Linked DNA regions of Zea mays: region 1 is linked to region 2. Evidence: chromatin contacts called from public ChIA-PET data. All regions are on one chromosome and are shown on one strand. Each heading gives the region's core, a stretch centred on a gene start, on an enhancer-like site or on the middle of the called end of the contact. The rest is flanking DNA. Distances are from core to core; before and after follow the strand shown. Region 1 holds the start of LOC100502532 (chloride channel protein). Region 2 has its middle 81 kb from the start of LOC100502532.

The links. ChIA-PET counts read pairs in DNA pulled down with a chosen protein or histone mark.
Region 1: a contact with region 2 is called in an H3K4me3 ChIA-PET map of seedling, with 9 times the contacts expected there. The contact joins the promoter of LOC100502532 here to the enhancer-like site in region 2. A contact is called at or near these places in 17 of 25 Hi-C or Micro-C datasets (bundle sheath, ear, endosperm and 5 more) and 2 of 3 datasets of contacts at active chromatin or transcription factors (leaf and seedling).

What each region holds. Positions count from the first base shown.
Region 1 is chr9:112,541,210-112,546,348 of Zm-B73-REFERENCE-NAM-5.0, reverse strand. It overlaps LOC100502532 (chloride channel protein), which reads right to left and starts at 2,101. Exons shown (of 4, transcript NM_001398833.1): 1 at 1,366-2,101; 2 at 850-1,228; 3 at 1-740. The coding sequence starts at 1,625.
Region 2 is chr9:112,460,476-112,465,626 of Zm-B73-REFERENCE-NAM-5.0, reverse strand. No RefSeq gene overlaps it. Among protein-coding and RNA genes, the nearest start is that of LOC100502532, 81 kb to the left of the region's middle. Within about 2 kb of position 1,331, at least 17 of the 20 cell types and tissues checked have an H3K27ac peak or open chromatin away from gene starts, as enhancers often do. A contact at or near this core is called in bundle sheath, ear, leaf and 4 more, where this site is marked.

The DNA.
Region 1 (5,139 bases), core at 852-3,351, 80 kb before region 2:
GCGTGGAGCAGCGACGCCAGGTCGTTGTAGTAGCCGGTGGGGCAGTTGAACTGCTTGAAGTTGCCGGACTTGCCCACCGTCGGGCACGCGTCGCCGAACGCCGGGTCGCACGGCGTGCACGGCACAGCGAACGGCAGGAGGTACAGCCCCGCCGACGTGAACACGGACACCGCGAGGGCGAGCGCCAGCTTCGCCAGCCGGCCCTTGGCGTTGATCAGGTTGTACAGCCGGAGCACCTGGTGGAGGACGTGGTTGTAGAGTGCCCCCAGGACCCCGCCGAGGACGCCGACGAGCGTGACGGGGAGGAGGTCGCCGACGTGGTAGCGGACGGTGACGTCACTGACGTCGAAGAGGATGAGCCCGCCCTCGCCGAACATGCCGCAGCGCCCGTCCCTGCACACCTCGATGAAGCCGCGCAGCACCACCACGACGGTGGCCGTGCTGAAGAAGGTGCGCCAAAGCAGCGCGCTGCGCCACCACGTCGCCACCTCCTCCAGCGCGAACAGCACGCCGCCGACGGGCGCGCGGAACGCCGCGCACACCCCGGACGACGCGCCGCACGTGATCAGGTCCCGGCGGTCGCGGTCGTTGTTGAAGTAGCGCAGCCACCGCCAGCGCAGGCGCCACCGGCCCTCGCCGCCCTGGCTGAGCAGGTTGGCCAGGCACGCGCCGATGTGCACCAGCGGGCCCTCCTTGCCGAGATCCATCCCCGACGACACGGCGCCGATGCTGCCGATGATCTGCAGGCACACAGACAGCACGAGACAAGGAACGGAACCGTTTCTTTTCTTTTTCAGAAAAGCCCCAAGGCCCCAACCAAAAAAAAAAAAGAGAGAAAAGCGGCTTGACCTTGACGATGAGCTGCGGCGCGCCGAACATGTTGGGCGTGTCGACGCCGTTGAGATAAGCCTTGATCTCGGGGATGCCAGGGCCAGCGGCGGTGGGGGCGAAGACGACGCAGAGCACCGCGGCGACGAAGGTGAGCGCGAAGTTGACGCCGGCGAAGTAGAGGAAGCCCGCCCAGTAGCGCTTCCCGCGGACGAGGTTGACCATCTGGAGCATCTTGAGGCCGGAGATGTTCTCGATGGCGAGGTTGATGAGGGACGCGATGACGCCGGTGAGGAGGCCGACGAGGAACGCCATGGCCCACTTGAGGAAGATGTACTGAAGCACCTCGACGTTGGAGCGGCTCCGCCAGTCGTGCTTGAACAGGTCGTTCTCGATGATCCTGCGTGCCAAGAACAGAACAGACAGACAGAGCAATTCAATTTTGGGACGCAAGAGCAGAGCCAGCCGCACTTCATCATCAGCCACGATGACAAGCATGGAGGTATTAGTAGTAACAAGCTAAGATGGAATGCTCACTCGTAGTCGAGGCTCTCGATGTGGGAGACCTTGGCGCCGACGATGGCCAGGTGGCTGGCCGTCAGGGTGGTGCTCCGCTTGAGCAGCGGCTGCTCCAAGGAGCTGATGCCGTTGCCGCTGCCGCTGCCGCTGCCGCCGGCAGGGTCCTCCGGGTCGTTCGCACTGTCGTCGTTCTTGCTGTCCGAATCCGGCCATTCCGGCGCAGGACTGGGCTCGGTCGCCGGATCCCGGCCCAGCCTTGGGCTCTGCTCTTCCTCCATGGCTTTCCCCGGGACCGGGAGAGAGAACTATTGCCTCTAGCCTCTGAAGTCTGAAGCAAGCAATTGGATGGGACCGTGGAATTCGCCTTATCTATGTGATTATATGTCTCTATGTGGCTGGCTGGACCGACAACTTGCAAGGATGGGGGGGCTTGGATGAGTGGTGACCCATTGACAGAGGCAGCCTGATGAGTGATGAGAATGAGATCTCTCGTTTCAGACACCTCAACTTCATATAGGCCAAAAGAATTTGGCCTTCTCTCGCGTCTTTTGCTTGAAAATTTCTAAACTTGCCGAGTCCTAGCCCTCACATGAACATTTTGCTTTCAGAATGTGCTTTGTTTACGTGATGAAGAAAATTCAGCACAGTTGGCACCAATAATAGAGTTTTTTTTTGAAATTTAATACATGTGATCCCTGCCTTGAGGGGGTGAGGTGCCTCTTGGGAGGTCACCAAGGTTCACAGCTCGCACTTCAGGTGAAGAGTGCAATGGACACAGCAAGCTCATCCGGTGTCTCACTTTTGTGACCACGCACTTGCCCCCTTGGCAACCTCACCTTGCCTCTATGGATGGATTGATTATTGATAGAACGACCTCAAGGTGCAACCTCACCTTGCCTTTTGGACTATGGTCTATGGATGGACTGGCGGACTGTGGTTTTTTTTCCCTGAGAGAGAGCAAGGAAAGTACCAGTTGATCATGAACCTGGATGGGCTCAGTTCCTTGGCACTTGCCCACTTGCATTCCTAGTTCGATGAACCACGAACAAACAAAGGCAACTTCAATACTATGATTTAAGCCAACTCATAGGAGATCATATATAATAGTCCTTAAAAGGGGGAAATGAGATATGACTAGAGGTGATAATGAGCTCTAAATTTTACAATATAAGATTTAATGATTATATCAGATTAGGATTAGACCTTATTTTTATTCATTTTTAACTAAAATTTATTTAGGCACCTACCATTTTGTGAAGAAGCATTTGGATCGCGATATGCCGATACGTGTATGCGATGCTTACAGTCCAGTCCAGTGATCCAGTGGAGATAAGAACGGGGCGAGGCTGCACCGGACTATGATTCGTAGGTTGGGATATCATATATCCGTAGAAAGTTACTGATCCAATCTTCTAATGCACAAGTTGCATTCGGTTATGGTTTCTTGGGTGGCGAACATGGTGATGTAATGCACACATCTTTTCTTTTTTCCTTTTGAATAACATCCAGCAGGCTCGGAGTGACTCCACCCTCCGGTCGCTTAAGAAAACAAAACAAGATGTGATGCGTACGTGCGCTTTTGTTAAGGGTTTTGTTCTCAGCGTCTGTCCAGAAAATATAGGCCTCTGTCATGTCTAAATTGTTATGACAAATTTAGTATTTTATAAAATAGATATATATAAAATTTAATGCTTATCTTTTCCTATGTTACCAAGCTACAAATAAGAATAAAATTTTGTATAAATTGTTTCATGCATTATTTGCTCCCTGCTACAACAAAAAAAGTGAAAATACCTAAATCTGTATCTATATCCAAATTTTATATCTATCATTTGATAGGATATATGACAAATTTGTGGTTTATCTTTTATAAATCTTTACAAGCTCAATGCTAAATACAAGAATACAAATTTGCATATATGTAATAACAAAAACCGAAAAAATTAATCTCCAAAATAAATATTTGTTTTTCATCCCTCACTTCCCCTATTTTCTGTTAGGTGTCAAGGTGCACTTAACAGTGCATATTTCCATTGGTAGTAGATAGATTCTGATATCATTCATATTCTAATTGGACTCTATTTGTTTTGGAAATACCACAGAGCTAAATTTTCAACATAAGGGGACCATTCAAACCAGCAACAATCATACATGCACATAATAAAGGTATATGTAACAACCAAATAAACATTTATGTCAGAGTACAAAAGATAGCCGAAGAACCAAAAAGGGGAACAAAATTAATATTAGCCATATATATATATATATATATATATATATATATATATATATATATATATATATATATATAATCTTCACTCACTCAATCTAATCATTTTAAAAAATCATGACAATAACATAAAAGTAGTTAAATAGGGCAAAAATAATTAGCTCCACTTTTGATGCTTAAAGATATTCGGATCACATATTGCAAGGGCTAGCATGTCCGCGGACACATACCATCTTGAACACAATGAAGAATGTCAAAACTGATATCAGTCCGATGTTGATCCTATTCTTTGCTGGTAGACTCTCCAACACCTCTTGGAAAGTCCCGTTGGGAAGAAGCACGTGAACGTTGTCCTAGGATTGGCAAGCCACTTAGAGCACTGTCAAAACTCATTGAGAGATGCAATGAAAAACAAGATAGAGGTAAACAAAGGGATAAAAGAGATAGTATATGTATTTTGATCGATTGGATGCTGGGTACCTCAATCGAGCGTGGTTCACTCATGTGGTCTTATCCCAGTAAAAAATAACTCTAAAATGTGTTGGGTACGTTTCCAATTCTAAAAATCAACTTAAAATGAATTGGTTTGAAAACCACTAGGTCGGGGTTTCACAACTAGACTGGCCACTATAGTCGCCATGGCAGAGGAAGTTGGCCTGGTTGACTTTGGGAATCTAGCCTTACTACATTTGGAGGTTGGCCTAATTGACTTTGTCATCGTGGTACTCGACCTAGTCGGTTTTGGTGGCTAGCCTAGTTGTCTTCTGATAGTCGACTAGAGGGGGTTGAATAGTGAAACATAAAATTTAACACAAAACAAAACATGATCCCAATTAGAGGTTATTACACTACACAAATTAATCGTGATGAAGAGGGAAGTTCTCCTTGCATGCAATTGCTCTTTTCAATGAGAGGGTGATTTAGACTTAGAACAATACAAGAATGTGAAGATGGTCAATCGCAAGAGGACTTATGTAGGAAAGAAGTAATGCAAATTGCAATCACAACAACACAAGAAAGACACGACAATTTGTTTACCGGAGTTTGGTTTCACAAAGAAACCAATGTCTCCATTGAGGAGTCCACTAAGGACCGGGTCTCTCTTAGCCCTTTCTTCACTCAAGTGATCATCAAGATGAAACTTGAGTTGCTCTTCTCTTTTATCAATCGGTTCAAGGCTCTCCACACGCTTGGAGGCTCTTGATCGCTTTACAATCGATGTGAGTCAAAACTCCAAGCTCAAAGATCGTAAGTGTCGGTGTTTGGACCGTGGGTCCTTAACCAACCAGTAAATGTGTCGCGTGGCCGACTCTAGATGGTGTGCGAGGAGACACAAGCGATTATCCTGGTTCAGGCTACTCAAGGCCCTACTTCCAGTAGAGAGGATGAGGCTTATATTACTCGCACCGTGGTGCCTGTAGTAGGGGAGTACAAGCACAACGGGAGAGGAGAAGTCCCCAAGTCCCTAGAGATGATTGAGGCAAGTGTCAATATCTAAGACAGAACGAGAGAGCGAGAGTTTGTCTACGCGTGTTGTGGGCGTGTGGCGTTGATGTCGATCT
Region 2 (5,151 bases), core at 82-2,581:
TTTTTTGTATTTTAAAATTATTAGTATGTACTTTTACATTCATATAACATAAATAGACATGAGTTGTAATGGTAGAAACCGAGCACTTAAAACTAGTGGGTAGCATTCGAATCCCTACACCCTATTTTTAAAATATTTATTTCTCGTCGTAGAGAAAATTTATTCGCTCATTGTATTAAGTAAAGATAAAGATTTGATTCTCTCTGGGGTGGGAGAAGTAACCAAATGAAAGCCAGATAAAAAGTCTCGCCTCACGGCATGGCTCACAAGCACCAATATTAATATAACAATAACAATTGCAATAGAACGGGGGTAGTTATACCAGAAAGGTGGGTGAGAATGGAGACAGGATCATGAGGAATGAATGATAGTACTAGTGTTGACCAGATCTGGATCACCCCATCAGGCGATCACGTACCAAGTCACTAGCTATCACAGGAGTGCTCCAGCTTGATGCGCGATTAATCGCATAGAATAATCTGTGACTCGGAGAAATGGCGATGAGCGCAGGCAAGCAATGTGGCCATGCCCGCGACAGGTGGCCTCCCTGTCTGTCGTGCCAAGTGACCAGGCATATGGCTCCAAGCTCCACGAGATTCGGACAGACATAAAAGAGGCCCAATAATTGAGGGGAGCTCACGATCCCTGGCTTCCAAGTCACATGCATACATCGACAGAGACAGATACAAAGGCCGGCCGAGTGATTGATCAAATAGACGGCTCCTGCCTGCACCCAAGAGCCGTTCTAAGTTTGTTTCACAGTCTTGCCCTTGCGTTGGCGATAAGTGATGGCTAGGATCCGCTGTCTGCGCGACCTACATATAAGGGGGTGAGGGTCTAGGCCTCGCTTATTTCTTTATTGTAAGTATTAGTGTCTAGATTTTTTACCATTAAATCTTCTGCTGAACCTAACTAAAATGTCCTCGCTCTAATATTTTGGTGTCTATCCTTAGAAGTGTGCCTTCATTTTTGTTTTGTTCTGGGTCTGTCCCTGTTTGCGCCCATCTTGGCATGCATGGCGTGTATACCTGTCCGTGTCAGGCTTTGTTCGATTATTTCTTTTTCACATTGATTGAAGGATTGAAGCGGACTAAGATGTATTGAAGCAGATTTTAACTTGCTATAAATTTAAACTGACTTAATTATATCCAATCCATATGAATTAACATCTAACCGACCCAGTCCTGAGGTGGATTATTGTTAAGAAAAGAAAGAAAGCAAAAGAGCCGGCAGATGCTTTTGGCAACACAGCAGCCGATGGTTGAGCCCAGGAGGCCCGGAGAAGTTGAGAATTGAGATTGAGAGCAGAGAGAGAAGCCCATCGTCTTGTGACTGCCGCGCTCGCATGCTGCCTTGAGTCGACATGCAGCCCAGGCACAGCAGCAGGCCCTCTATACTGCAGTAGCCTGCATGCCCTCCGAATTTTTTGCATTTTGGTCCTTTATCGGAAAAAAATTCACGTTTGGACCCTAGAAAATTTTAATGTCATTTTTGGACCCTTTACTCGGCGCCGTAGCCTGTGGCGCCGAGGTAACACAGCTCGGCGCCATAGGCTATGGCGCCGAGGTACGTGTTGCGTTGGCACAAACGGATGTCGTGGCGCCGACGTGGTGCCGAGCTCGGCGCCATAGATTATGGCGCCGAGCTCTATTCTATACAGAAAACTTATCTAGCTTAGTTGGTAAAATACAAGACCCTTAACCTTATGGTTGCGGGTTCAAGCCCCATGGTGGGTGGTTTTTTTTAATACTTTTTGTCTTTGTCACTTTTTTGTTTTTTTTGTTGTCCATATTTTTTGTTTATGTCGCTGATTTGTTTGTCCTGATTTATTTCTCATCCAGTTTTATTTTTGTGACTGATTTGTTTATTCGTCCAAATTTTTTTATCCGGCGAGCACAGCAGCTGTGTGCCACAGTGCTCACAAGCCGTCAACTTCTCCCCTTGTTTGCTCAGCTAACCACAATAAAAATCAAATGAGAACACTCTTACTTCAATCGTGATCAAATAAAAATATTATATTTTCATTGAGTTCTTTTGAACATAAATTTTAAATACATAATAACATATTCCCAGTAAAAAGAAGCACACATAATCATCTTTTTTTCTTCTGCACTAAATAAAAGTATACTCCATTATATACTTGTCTCATGGATGATATATTTTAGAATTTACTGCATATACAGCTGTTGTGCTCGCAGGATAAAAAAAATCTGGACGAATAAACAAATCAGTCACAAAAATAAAACTGGATGAGAAATAAATCACGACGGATAAATCAGCGACATAAACGAAAAATATGGACAACAAAAAAATGTGACAAAGACAAAAAGTATTAAAAAAACACCCACCGTGGGGCTCGAACCCACAACCACAAGGTTTAGAGCCTTGTATTTTACCAACTGAGCTAGACAAGTTTTCTGTACAGAATAGAGCTCGGCGCCATGATCTATGGCGCCGAGCTCGGTACCACGTCGGCGCCACGACATCCGTTTGTGCCAACTCAACACGTACCTCGGCGCCATAGCCTATGGCGCCGAGCTGTGTTACCTCGGCGCCACAGGCTACGACGCCGAGTAAAGGGTCCAAAAATGACATTAAAATTTTCTAGGGTCCAAACGTGAATTTTTTTCCGATGAAGGACCAAAATGCAAAAAATTCGGGCATGCCCCCCGCCCCGGACTTGTGCTGCAGCACATGCATGATGCATGCTTCGGCCGGCAAAACAGACAGGTAGATAGATCCATAGAGGATAGAGCTATAAATCAACTAAGGCGTCGTTCGTTTCGGCCGGAACGGCCTATTCCCGGCCTCTTTCTGGGCGGGATGAATCAACCCGACTTAGAATCCGGCCCAGTCTGTTAGAGCCGTTCGTTTTAATCTGGACCAGAAACAGATCCACCTGATTTGAATTCCCTTCGCTTAATTCTTGGTCTGGAACGAGTCCTGGTGAGCTACCTCCCGGATTGGTTCCTGGGCTAGTGACTAGGAATTAGTGACAACACATGTATCACTTGATCCTGGGCTGCTTTCGATCCTGGCCTGGTTTGGACGCTGGCCTGCCGAACGGGCCTAAGTGTTAAAGGCCTTCATCTTTCAAAGATCATTAAAACACTAATTAATCATTGTTTTCTAATACATCTCTAAAAAGTATCACAGGTGCTTTAGTAAAAACCACCTTCAAAATGAATCAAACAAATATGAAAGTACATTTCTACTGGCGGACAAAACTGATCTCCGACCGAGGCAACATACAAAGAAGCTTCGCCTGTGCACGCAAGTGACAAATGTGTTAGCTGAAGTCGATAACTTTAGCAACAACAGAAGAACTTCGAACATAAGCCAGACGAGAAGCTACCAAACAACGGGGGCTAACCCGTGCAACCGAGGATGGAATAAATACATTATTGCCCTGATGTCATTTGTAAACAATGTGTGTAAAACCTTAAGGGGCATGATTGTAATTCTGTGCAAAGACGGTTCATTTTCCATATAAATAGATGAACAATGCCCTGCATAAAGCTCCAAAACCTTTTGGAGGGTCATCACTCCGTTTTACTTAGCCTACGAAGAACCTTTGTGCCACCCTGTGTGCGGGAGCTGAAGGTGTGCTTGTACACTCATTTATCAGGAGAAATAAAATAAAATACTAAAGCATATGAGATGAGTTGAATAAGAAGTTCCACTTTGTGGCTTTCATGTTGTTTCATTATGTTCCTTAGTGTTAAATCAATACGACGAAGGTCTTTATATCTAACTTGTGTTGCCTTATGAATCCAGGCATAAATAAGATCCGTTGACAGGGTCTGGCTTGCCTAAAAACACCTCTAGCTTTTACTTAAAAAAACAACATTTTGGTAGTTCACAAATCATTTAGTAGAAACGACTTATCCTAATTTTTTAAAACATGTCCTATATTAAAATGTCAGAGCTAGAGCCACAGTCAATGGTCTACTATTTGTGGCTCCTTTTTCATACTAAAAAATGGCTCTGCTTTTTATATGCAAAAAGATATTTGGTAGGGCTTCGGCTTTTTTTGCAGAGAAATACCAGAACTCTGCCAAACCGGGATGTGGTGCGGACACTTCAATATTCTTACATAGTTACATCAATGCATTAAAAATCGGTAGCAACCGATGAATTTCTAATAGTAAAAAATCGTACCAGAAGGGTCGCTAGTTTAAAAAGACCGAGACAAAAGGTAACGCAATTTTATTTTCCGAGGCCTAGTTTAAAACGTACTGTGCTCCCTGGCCGTCCTGTCAGTTCCACGGCCGTCGTTGATTCCCCATTTCCCCACATGCTGCTGCCTGCTGCACCTGCACGAGGTGGGCTGGACCGAGCTACCGGGCCGGTAGATGGCCACAAGCAACGCGTCTGCACGCCTGCCGGCTATATTGGGCATAAACTTTTTTTTGTTTTTTTACATTTAAAAATATTCCAAATTTCAAAATATATTTTGGTAAGCTTAGCGCAGGGTTTCCACTCCACCAATAACTCCTACAAACGCGCTCGATCACCGAACGAGCTCAACAAACCAGGTAGAAACGAGGGCTACATGCTAACTGAACGAAATGACAAAGAAAACTGGCCGTCTGACGAAACTGAACCAAATCCGACAACGCGACAGAAGCTGAAACGCCCGTTAACTGAATGACGACTGAAGCTTGCTATCAGCCTCCCCGGAGGCCAGAGTCCAACGCGCCAGCGCAGGGGTTCACGTTGGAGGAGGGCGGCGTCCCTCCCTAACGTGCGCAAGCGTGCTTGGCGGCGGCGGCGGCACAGCCATCAACGCCGGGCTGTACTCCCACGTGCACCCGGAAGGATGGCCGGAATGGCATCACAACTCCAGCTTGCAACAAAAACCTCTTTCAGAGTTGATTTGTCGCAGAACAGGGTCCTCAGCTGGTGCGAACTACTTCTGGGCCCTTGTGGTAGTTTGGATAGAGATGTCTGTATGATGACTGCGCATCGTTACATTGCGGCGTTGCAACCCACCTTAAGTCATCGTAGGTTGTAGCTTTGACAAATAGAAATTTGCACGAGTCGATTGCATATACCAGAAACATTGCCTATAGTCCTTTTAAAGCTTTATTATTAGTAAACTCTGGATCGTCAATGGTGTCTTTTGGATCTCCTGATGCCGTCACTATT